2 separate regions of the Gossypium arboreum genome follow, and region 1 is linked to region 2. The links are chromatin contacts, called in public Hi-C maps. All regions are on one chromosome and are shown on one strand. The core of a region is the stretch at or near the end of the contact, and the rest is flanking DNA. Distances in the headings are between cores, read along the strand shown. Region 1 holds the start of LOC108469565 (protein CELLULOSE SYNTHASE INTERACTIVE 1). Region 2 holds the start of LOC108469100 (fasciclin-like arabinogalactan protein 21).

What was found. Hi-C and Micro-C count contacts between places; a contact is called where the count stands out from the background.
Region 1: a Hi-C map of leaf shows a contact between it and region 2, with 2.4 times the contacts expected there. The contact joins the promoter of LOC108469565 here to the promoter of LOC108469100 in region 2. A contact is called at or near these places in 2 of 5 Hi-C or Micro-C datasets (both in leaf).

The regions. Positions count from the first base shown.
Region 1 is chr11:65,857,463-65,861,753 of ASM2569848v2, forward strand. It overlaps LOC108469565 (protein CELLULOSE SYNTHASE INTERACTIVE 1), which reads right to left and starts at 2,278. Exons shown (of 8, transcript XM_017770454.2): 1 at 1,902-2,278; 2 at 1,366-1,535; 3 at 432-505. The coding sequence starts at 442.
Region 2 is chr11:65,426,188-65,430,202 of ASM2569848v2, forward strand. It overlaps LOC108469100 (fasciclin-like arabinogalactan protein 21), which reads right to left and starts at 2,417. Exons shown (of 1, transcript XM_017769989.2): 1 at 594-2,417. The coding sequence starts at 2,186. The coding sequence ends at 858.

The sequences.
Region 1 (4,291 bases), core at 1,028-3,527, 430 kb after region 2:
AGTTCAGAAGCAACAGGAAAAGAATACAAGGCCTATGACAGCAAACCAAAATACTCAACTAAAAAGCTAATGAGGCCTATGAAAATAGAATCCAATTCAAAGACAGTGATAAGCATTTTTTTTTTTTTTGGTAATAAAAGAAAAACAACTGGTGAGCAATACAGGGACATTGAACAAAAACTTAAAAGGAGGTTCAACACCTCTGCTGGTGGAAATTGGTACCAATGCTCTCCTATCCCTCTCTCTCGTGCCAAGACTGCCATATTCTAGCTAAACAGTTAGCTAAACTTTATGCTGTTTGCAAATTTCGGACTGCTCTAAATCTAGTAAGCAGCTCCCTGCCCAGACTTATCCACATTGTTCTAAACTCTTCAATGCAATGCACCTTGTGTCCTTGCATAGAAGTATGTTACAATAAAGCTCACACTAACCTCAGACCCATTTTTATAACTGAATGTGGAGTTGGCGGCTCGGAATCTTGAAGTTTTGCATCCCCATTTTTGTCCTGCAACCATGAGAGACATAAAAAAGGTAATGATGTTAAAAATTCAAATTTATTCAATTGATTATAACAAGTCATCAACAGGTGAATGAAAGTAGCCATGTAAAAATAATAAAAACAAGCTATATGATTATAGTGAGAAGCTATACTTAAGAAAGTGTATGGAAATCATTAACAAGAAAGCATTGCAGAACTTAGTTCTGAAACAATCAAAAAATATTCCCAACTCGGCCGATTATTCTAGGGCTTAGAGAAAGTTGAAAGTAGACATGCAGCATTTCATTCCTCTGTTCGTTGTTTTGGGGACAGAGATACTGGTAATTACCTGTCACATTCTAGTATGAGAAAACCAGAGAATACACATTGTCATATTGTTGCTCAGCATATGTCTTTGAACTAAACTCCATTGCTAATGGCAAACTTTTAGAGAAATGAAATGAACCGGTAGGTGTAGCATTAATGCATATTAATGACACCTTCACCTCAAAGTATATTATTTTGAAGAACGTATATTTGAAAATCACATATTAATTTTCGGAATAAGTGGCTCTTGATAAATTTCAAATAGAAGTGATCTTCAGCCAACAAATTGGCAATAAAATTTCCGAGTGTCCAAATCCAAATCTATTTTAGGTTTCATCATTGTTAGACCGCATTTCCATGTCGAAGGAAAGAAGCAATCATTCTCCAATCTTATAGAAAACAAATTCTACTAAAAGGACGCATTTATTTATTAACAATGATGAAAATGAGATCAAAACACATCAACCACCTTAAACTTCATAAATGTATCATATCAATACATTCACAAACCATATCCTTTAAATCATCCCAAAATTAAGCATGAAAATTTAGAAACACACCACATCATTAGCAGCAAGGCCGCTGCCATTGTTGGCAGCGAACCTCCAAGACACTGTCGCCGCCAGCTTTGCTTTTATTGCAAAATTCGCTGAATCTTGAAAGAAAAAATAATAAACCTTAGCCCCTTGTCAGATCCAGCCGCTACGCGTCGTCAAAACATTAAAATCCCCTGCCAAAAAGTAAAAGAAATAAGTTAAATACGAATTTCTAAATAAAAAAAAGTCCAGATCAAGCAAAAATCATGATAATTCAACAAAACATTCGACTTCAAAAGAACAATAAACCAATACATCTAATACTAGTAAACTGAAAGTTCAAAAAGGGGTAGAGCAAAAGATCACATTTCCATCGCACTGATTTTGTATCATTTTCCATTAAAATCAACTGAAATTTTACCAAATTGAAAGTCAGTAGATAGCAGATCGAAGAGGGATTAAAGGAGAAAAAAATGAGGAGCTTAGATTTGGAAGAAACGACACCGAATGATGAAAATAGAAATGTAGATGGAAAAAAGAAAGAGAAAGTGAAGGCAAACCTTCAAGAGAGAGAAATGAAGGAAGAATGAGCTTAGTCTCCTTGATTTGGAGTGCTTCTATCTATCAATTTCGTAGAAGAGAAGCCAACGATGAGAGAGATATTAAAGACGGAGAGAGAGAGAAATTGATTTTCCTTTTTTTTTTTTTTTTTTGGGTAATGCTTCTTCTACTTCTTCTTGTCTTTCTGTTTTTCGTTTTTAATTTATTTTTTTTCTGTGAAAAGAAAAAAGAGCGGAGGTTGTGTTTTGTTTTCAGTTCACTCACAGCTCACACAGCCGACGCTTTCACTGGACCACCGACAACTTGAAAGCTCTGCTTCTCGGCTCAGCTTCTTCTCTTCTAAACTCTAAAGAGTTTTTTTTTAAAAAAAAGGTATACTTATCTCCCATTTTATAATTATTCTACTTTTAATTTTTAATTTTTATTTAATAATTAAAGTTGAATAGATTTTAATTATCAAAATTAAAAGAATAAAAGTACCTATAAAATTTTAAATTATGGTTTATTGATTGGGTATTCATCTTTCTCAATAATAATTTGAGTGTAAATCATGATTTTACAAAAAAAAAAAATAGGTTCAGTTTATAATTAATTTTTTAAATAAAATTTTCAATAATTTATATATATTAATGCAGTAAACCTATTTAAAATATTTATATATTTATTAATTTGGTAGTATAATAATTTGTATTGCATAAAATTTTTAAATGTGTTACTTATGTTATATTTTATTGTTATTAAATTTTAATTGTTTAAGATAAAAACTTTAAAATATTATTTTAAAATGAAAAAGATAATAAGAAAACCATGCAGCTTCAGTTTAAGCAACCCAAGCGGCCAAGTAGGTAAGCCAGCATCTTTTTCTCTCTCTTAGTTGGCTGGAAATGGATATTCATTGGTTTGTTGTTGTTTTTCTTTTCCAAAATATTCATTGTCTTATTGGTAAACAGTAAGATACACCTAATTATAATTATTATTAATTTGTTCCTAATAATATTCCTTGTTATTCTGTTACTACCACAGCAGAAATTTTATTCCAATTACCAATATACCCTTTCCTGCTTACTTTTCTTTTTATATATTATTGAATAAAAACAATAAAAGAATAACACATTTATCAACTTTTCTTTTTTGTAAGTAATAGTTAGACTGTCAGATATTTAACCTTTTTTAAATTTATGATTAAAAATTAAAGGAAAAATAAAACCATTTGGCTTGATCAGTAATTTACTAAACAATTGGGTATGGAAGAACAATCCTACTCTACTGCAATTAATTCATCTGATTTAAGTTCAGCATATTGATTCTAATTTTTACACCAGAGGCAAATTCTATTGTACTATTTTTTATATTACTAGTTTAGGTATAAATCTAAACATAAATATCAGAAAATAATTTTTGGATAATATAATCAAATATATATTTATTAGATATATAATATATCATGTTTACGAATATATTTACTAAAAACAGTAATATCATATGAGAAATTCAAATTTCTTTTTTGGAAGACTCGTGAGAACTAACCTTGTAATCAAGAAAAGGGATAAAAGTAAAACAAAGGGCTTACGGAACAAAATGAAAATGGTCACAAATAATTTTTTAATTTTAAAATGATATAAAGGAAAAATACTCGAAAATTAATTAATTAATAAATATGATAAATATATGAAAATGGATTTGTCTTATGTGTGTTAGACATACTTTACCAAGTACAGCCACCCTCAACCATTTTGCCAATCTACAAGCGCATCACATCAAGTTATATTGTCCATCTAATAAAAAATATATATTTACGTGTCGATTGATTGTTAACTTAATTGATATAAATATTATTGTCAATACATGAAGTTATGGGTTCGATTGCGCTAAAGCACATTATCCTCCCATTTATGCGTTAAGGATGGGCTATGGGTAGTTCAATTTATTGTGCCAAAAAAAAATTAGAACCTATAATGAGTTTATTAAAAAAAGATATTTACATTATGCGACTCAAGTGATAGGCTACCAATTAAGAGTGATAAGTAGCCTATGAACATCTCCATTAAATACATGTCCAAAGTCAGCGGAGTCAAGACAACAACTCCACCAACCAATCTCTCCATGTTTTCCAACAACACTAAGCTCTTCCATCTCTTAGAATATCTCTTACGGCAATTGGCCCGCTAGGTGAATAATCTATCTAACCCCCTCCAATTTCATTCATAAACAATTGGTTCAGTAAGCATAGACAACATGACTTATTCCAACTATGATATCCTTACCAACAAAAAAGAACATCAAAGGTTGAATCTACAACCTCTACCTCAAACTCAAACAACCCTAGACCAAACTTGATTATCCTATCAACAATCATAGCCTTAATCTCACACAAGTCATCATTACGATC
Region 2 (4,015 bases), core at 1,167-3,666:
ACATTTTCCCCAATTCTCAACTACACAATAATAAATTTATCTTACTTCTAACATGATTGTCGATACAATGATATATCATACTCATAATACAAACACCAGGAATTCCAAATAATAGTATCCCTGGCTGTTTTTGTTTTTCTTTTCTTGTTTATCTTTTGAGCATCTTGGCTTCTTTAGATTGTGTAGAAAACAGCTATATATTATTCATTTTAAATGTATTCAAACTTTAACATTTTGAATAGAAATATATGCATAATGGACTAGTTATTGAAATAAATGATTAAATATATCGAGCACAGCATCTGGCCCAAGCCCCATTCTTTCAGATTGGACTCCAAAATGAAGAAATCCAAATGGGATAGACGGAGCCCAACGTAAAGCCCAAAACTCATCACGTTCCGGTATCGGTTATGAAATGGTTCACGAATTAAGCTTTTTTTAGCACGGGATGGAATTTTTGACATAACCCACCCTACTCGCCCTATCTGAATTCCAATATATTCTACTAATCTTACCGCTATATGAATGTTATCTTTGCCGAACTAAAACAAATATACATATAAAAAACAAATGATTCCTCTGATATCTACTCATTTGCTAACATGCAACCGTTCGCAAAGAGATGATTATCTCTTTTACAACAGTAACCTTTTTATTAATCCCTTGCTAAAGTACTGGAATATAACAACCATTCATCTCCACCCAAACAGACACTTCACAATCGAATTCTTTTAACCTAAAAACAGACAGACTTATCAAAGTTTTACTCAATAGACTAAACACAGATTCACCGTGAACCAAAGCTAGGAAACAGAAGGCGAACCTGCAGTTCACTGTACATGCATCAGCAAAACCCTTCAAAGACCATGGTCATGGACATGGTGGTCTTCAAGTTCCAGCATGTGGGGCTTGAGCTGAGTCGCCACCTGATTCACCTGGCTCATTCCACAATTGCCTTGGCCTTGCTCATTCGAAGCTTCACAATCCCCATTTGTTCCTCCCACCGTCGACGTCTGATCTCCACCTAAAATGGCATCAGTCACCGCCGCCATAGGATGAAGATGTGGGAATGGCAGGTAAATGCTATGTACTATAACATTCAAATTCCTTATCATATCAGCAACCTTAATCGCCACATAGTTGATCCTCAATTGATTCTTCGTAATGCCTTCTCCCGCCGTCGTCACCACCAAACTCTGCCCTCTGTCCAATGTCGGCAGAGTGGTCCCCACTGGAAGTCTCTCCAGATCCGCAACAGTCAAAAACTGATTTGGCACCATATGGAATCTTACACTGTGGATGTAAGCGTACGAACCGGAGAAGATGGACACATCATCAAGACCAAAGATCGTGACATTGATGAGAGGAATGAGTTCGGCATACTTGACTTTCATAGCGAGTGAGAGAACGGAGAAGCCGTTATTTCTCAGCCGTAGCATGGCGTCTCGAAGCATGAATCGCATCAGAGCCACATTCTGTTGCTGCTTAAATTGGTTGTTTTGGCTCTGGCCGTGGTGGAACGGGAAAGAGAGTGACGTCATCCGTTCTACGTCACAAGAGAAAGGCGAAAGAGGTGAGATGTAGCCTTGAAGGCCGTGGATAATGAGTAGACCGTTGTTGAACAGATCTGGCTGAGTGATTTCAACTCCGCCGATAAAGATCTTGTGAACGGTGAAGTTTTTCTGGTTGTTAGCGGTGGAGGTAACGGTTAAGCAACGGCCGGGGCTGAGAGTTTCGACTTTGGTACCGAAGGTGAGTTTCTGGAGGTAATCGTTGGTGAAGAGGCCAGGAACCATGTGTTCACGGAGGAGGGAAGGAGTAGAGCAAGAAGCACACGAGCGGACAGAGGAATCAGAGGGAGCAAAGATAGTGTACGGACCAGACCAAGCAGCGGCGGAGGTAGAGTCACTGAAGAGGGAGGGAGCGGCGGTGGCTAGCTCGTTGAAGCCGAGATGAGACAGGATTGGTGCAAGGAGTGAAGTGTGGGGGAGGAACGCGTGGTCGGCGTGATCTTGAGGTGGTTGAGGCGAAGGTGAGATTGTGAAGAAGGGTGATTGTTGTGGAGCGCTGATGGTGGCAGTGGAAGCGGTGGAGGTGGAGGTGAGAAATTGGTCGAAAGTGGTGTGGGAGACGGAGAGGAAGGAGAGAGCGAGGACGATGATGAGAGTGAGAGAGGGAACAGCCATTTTTCAGAGAGGGAGTTTGTTTGGAGGATTCTTGGAAAGAGTAGGAAAATGATAGAGAGATAGCGAAAGTGGATGGATATTTATTTATAAGGGAGGCGCGTGGGAATTGGGAAATGAAGAGGCTGACACCAACGGTTTTAGGGGGTTTGTTAGGAGTGTCCTTCAAATAAATTTTATGATTTCTGTTTTTTTTTTGGCGGGAACCAAGAAACTACTTTTGGGTGCGTTTTCAGATTCATTTACGAGTTGTTTAAGTACATCCTCACACTCGGTTATAAGGAGTGTCAGCGTTTCTAAATTCGTCATCAATTCATTTCTGCTGATCGGACGGTCCAAAACTTGCTATGCTGATTCCCAGTTACTCACTGTTGTATTTCATTTTCAGCATCCTACTTTAATCAAATGCCCAAATTGCCCCACTGTAACACGTGTTTCTAAAATTTAAAATCTTAATTATAAAAATTAAATATCTTTTGCTGCGCTACCTAGTATGGATTGCAGCCGGTGGGCAATCTTTCTCCAACTCCATTCAATCCTCACTCTTAAAAAATTATTTGTTTTAACACGAATTCACAATTTATTCAAAGATTCAATTTCAACTCTAATCTAACCCCATTCAATTTTTTATTTTTATTTTAAAATAAATAAAATTACATTTCTAATTGTTTTTCTGCAAATAAGGTTTTTTTATGTTTAAATTTAAAACGTAATATATTATTTATTTATATTTTATTATTTATTAAAAGAAATTTTTAATATATATTTATATATATCAAGAGTATCTTTATCAATATCATGAGACAAGCAGAGCAGATTTACCTCACATCTAAAACTGATCTAATTATTATTTTAATTTAACTCAACTCGAAAACAATTTTTAAAATAAAATTCAACCCTAAAGATTAAGTCGAGTTGGAGCCCATCATATTCAGGATTTTTTTTTTACCTCCCTACTCACAGTTCACAAGCCTGCAAATATTTATTTCAACTTTTTTCTAACAAAAGAAAATTGTAAGATCTTATCAAGTTTAATCAATAAATGAGTTATTATTTATAGAATTTAGACTTAATTCTTTCTCAAATTTAGAGAAATGGTGACGTAGTGAAAAATAAATTAATATTTGAAGTTGTAATGAAAAACAAAAATCAACAATAATGTATGAAATTAATATTCCTCAATCATGCTTTAGTATTGTTGATAAAAGCTAAGACGTATTATTCAGGCTTGGGTCTTATAAATCTCTAATTTTATCATGTTCTATGTGAATTTTGTTCGACTATGTTTATATTTTTTTTCCTTTGTATTTTATATTAATTCGATTCTATTATATAGTAATTTGAAATTACCAACACCCATTTACAATAAATTTAACATTATCCAACTTTTTGGCTTTCATTTTACCAATATGAGGTTGGTGGAAAAATAAGAAGAAAAAAAAACTCTCTGTCTCTCTCTTCTTTTTTTTTTTTATTTTTTTATTTTAAGGAAAGACGATTTTGATTTTATGATTTCATTTTGATCAGTATATCAGATCATCCAACAATGATCATGTAAGTTAATTTCTTAATTTCGCAAATGCTCATTTGTTGTTTGCATAATATTGCATTAGTATTAGGGTTAGGTTATTGGTTCGGTCTTTGATAAACTATATATGAGTTCAAAATTTAGATTGTAAGTTTAAATCTTGGGTGATACTGTTAATATCTAATTTTGAAACATGTCTAAAAAAATTAGAGATTGTGATCATATAATTTGCATTAATGACGTGTTAGATGGTTTAATGGATCCAAAATGTTGCAATGAGTATATATATTTTTAGGGGTATTCA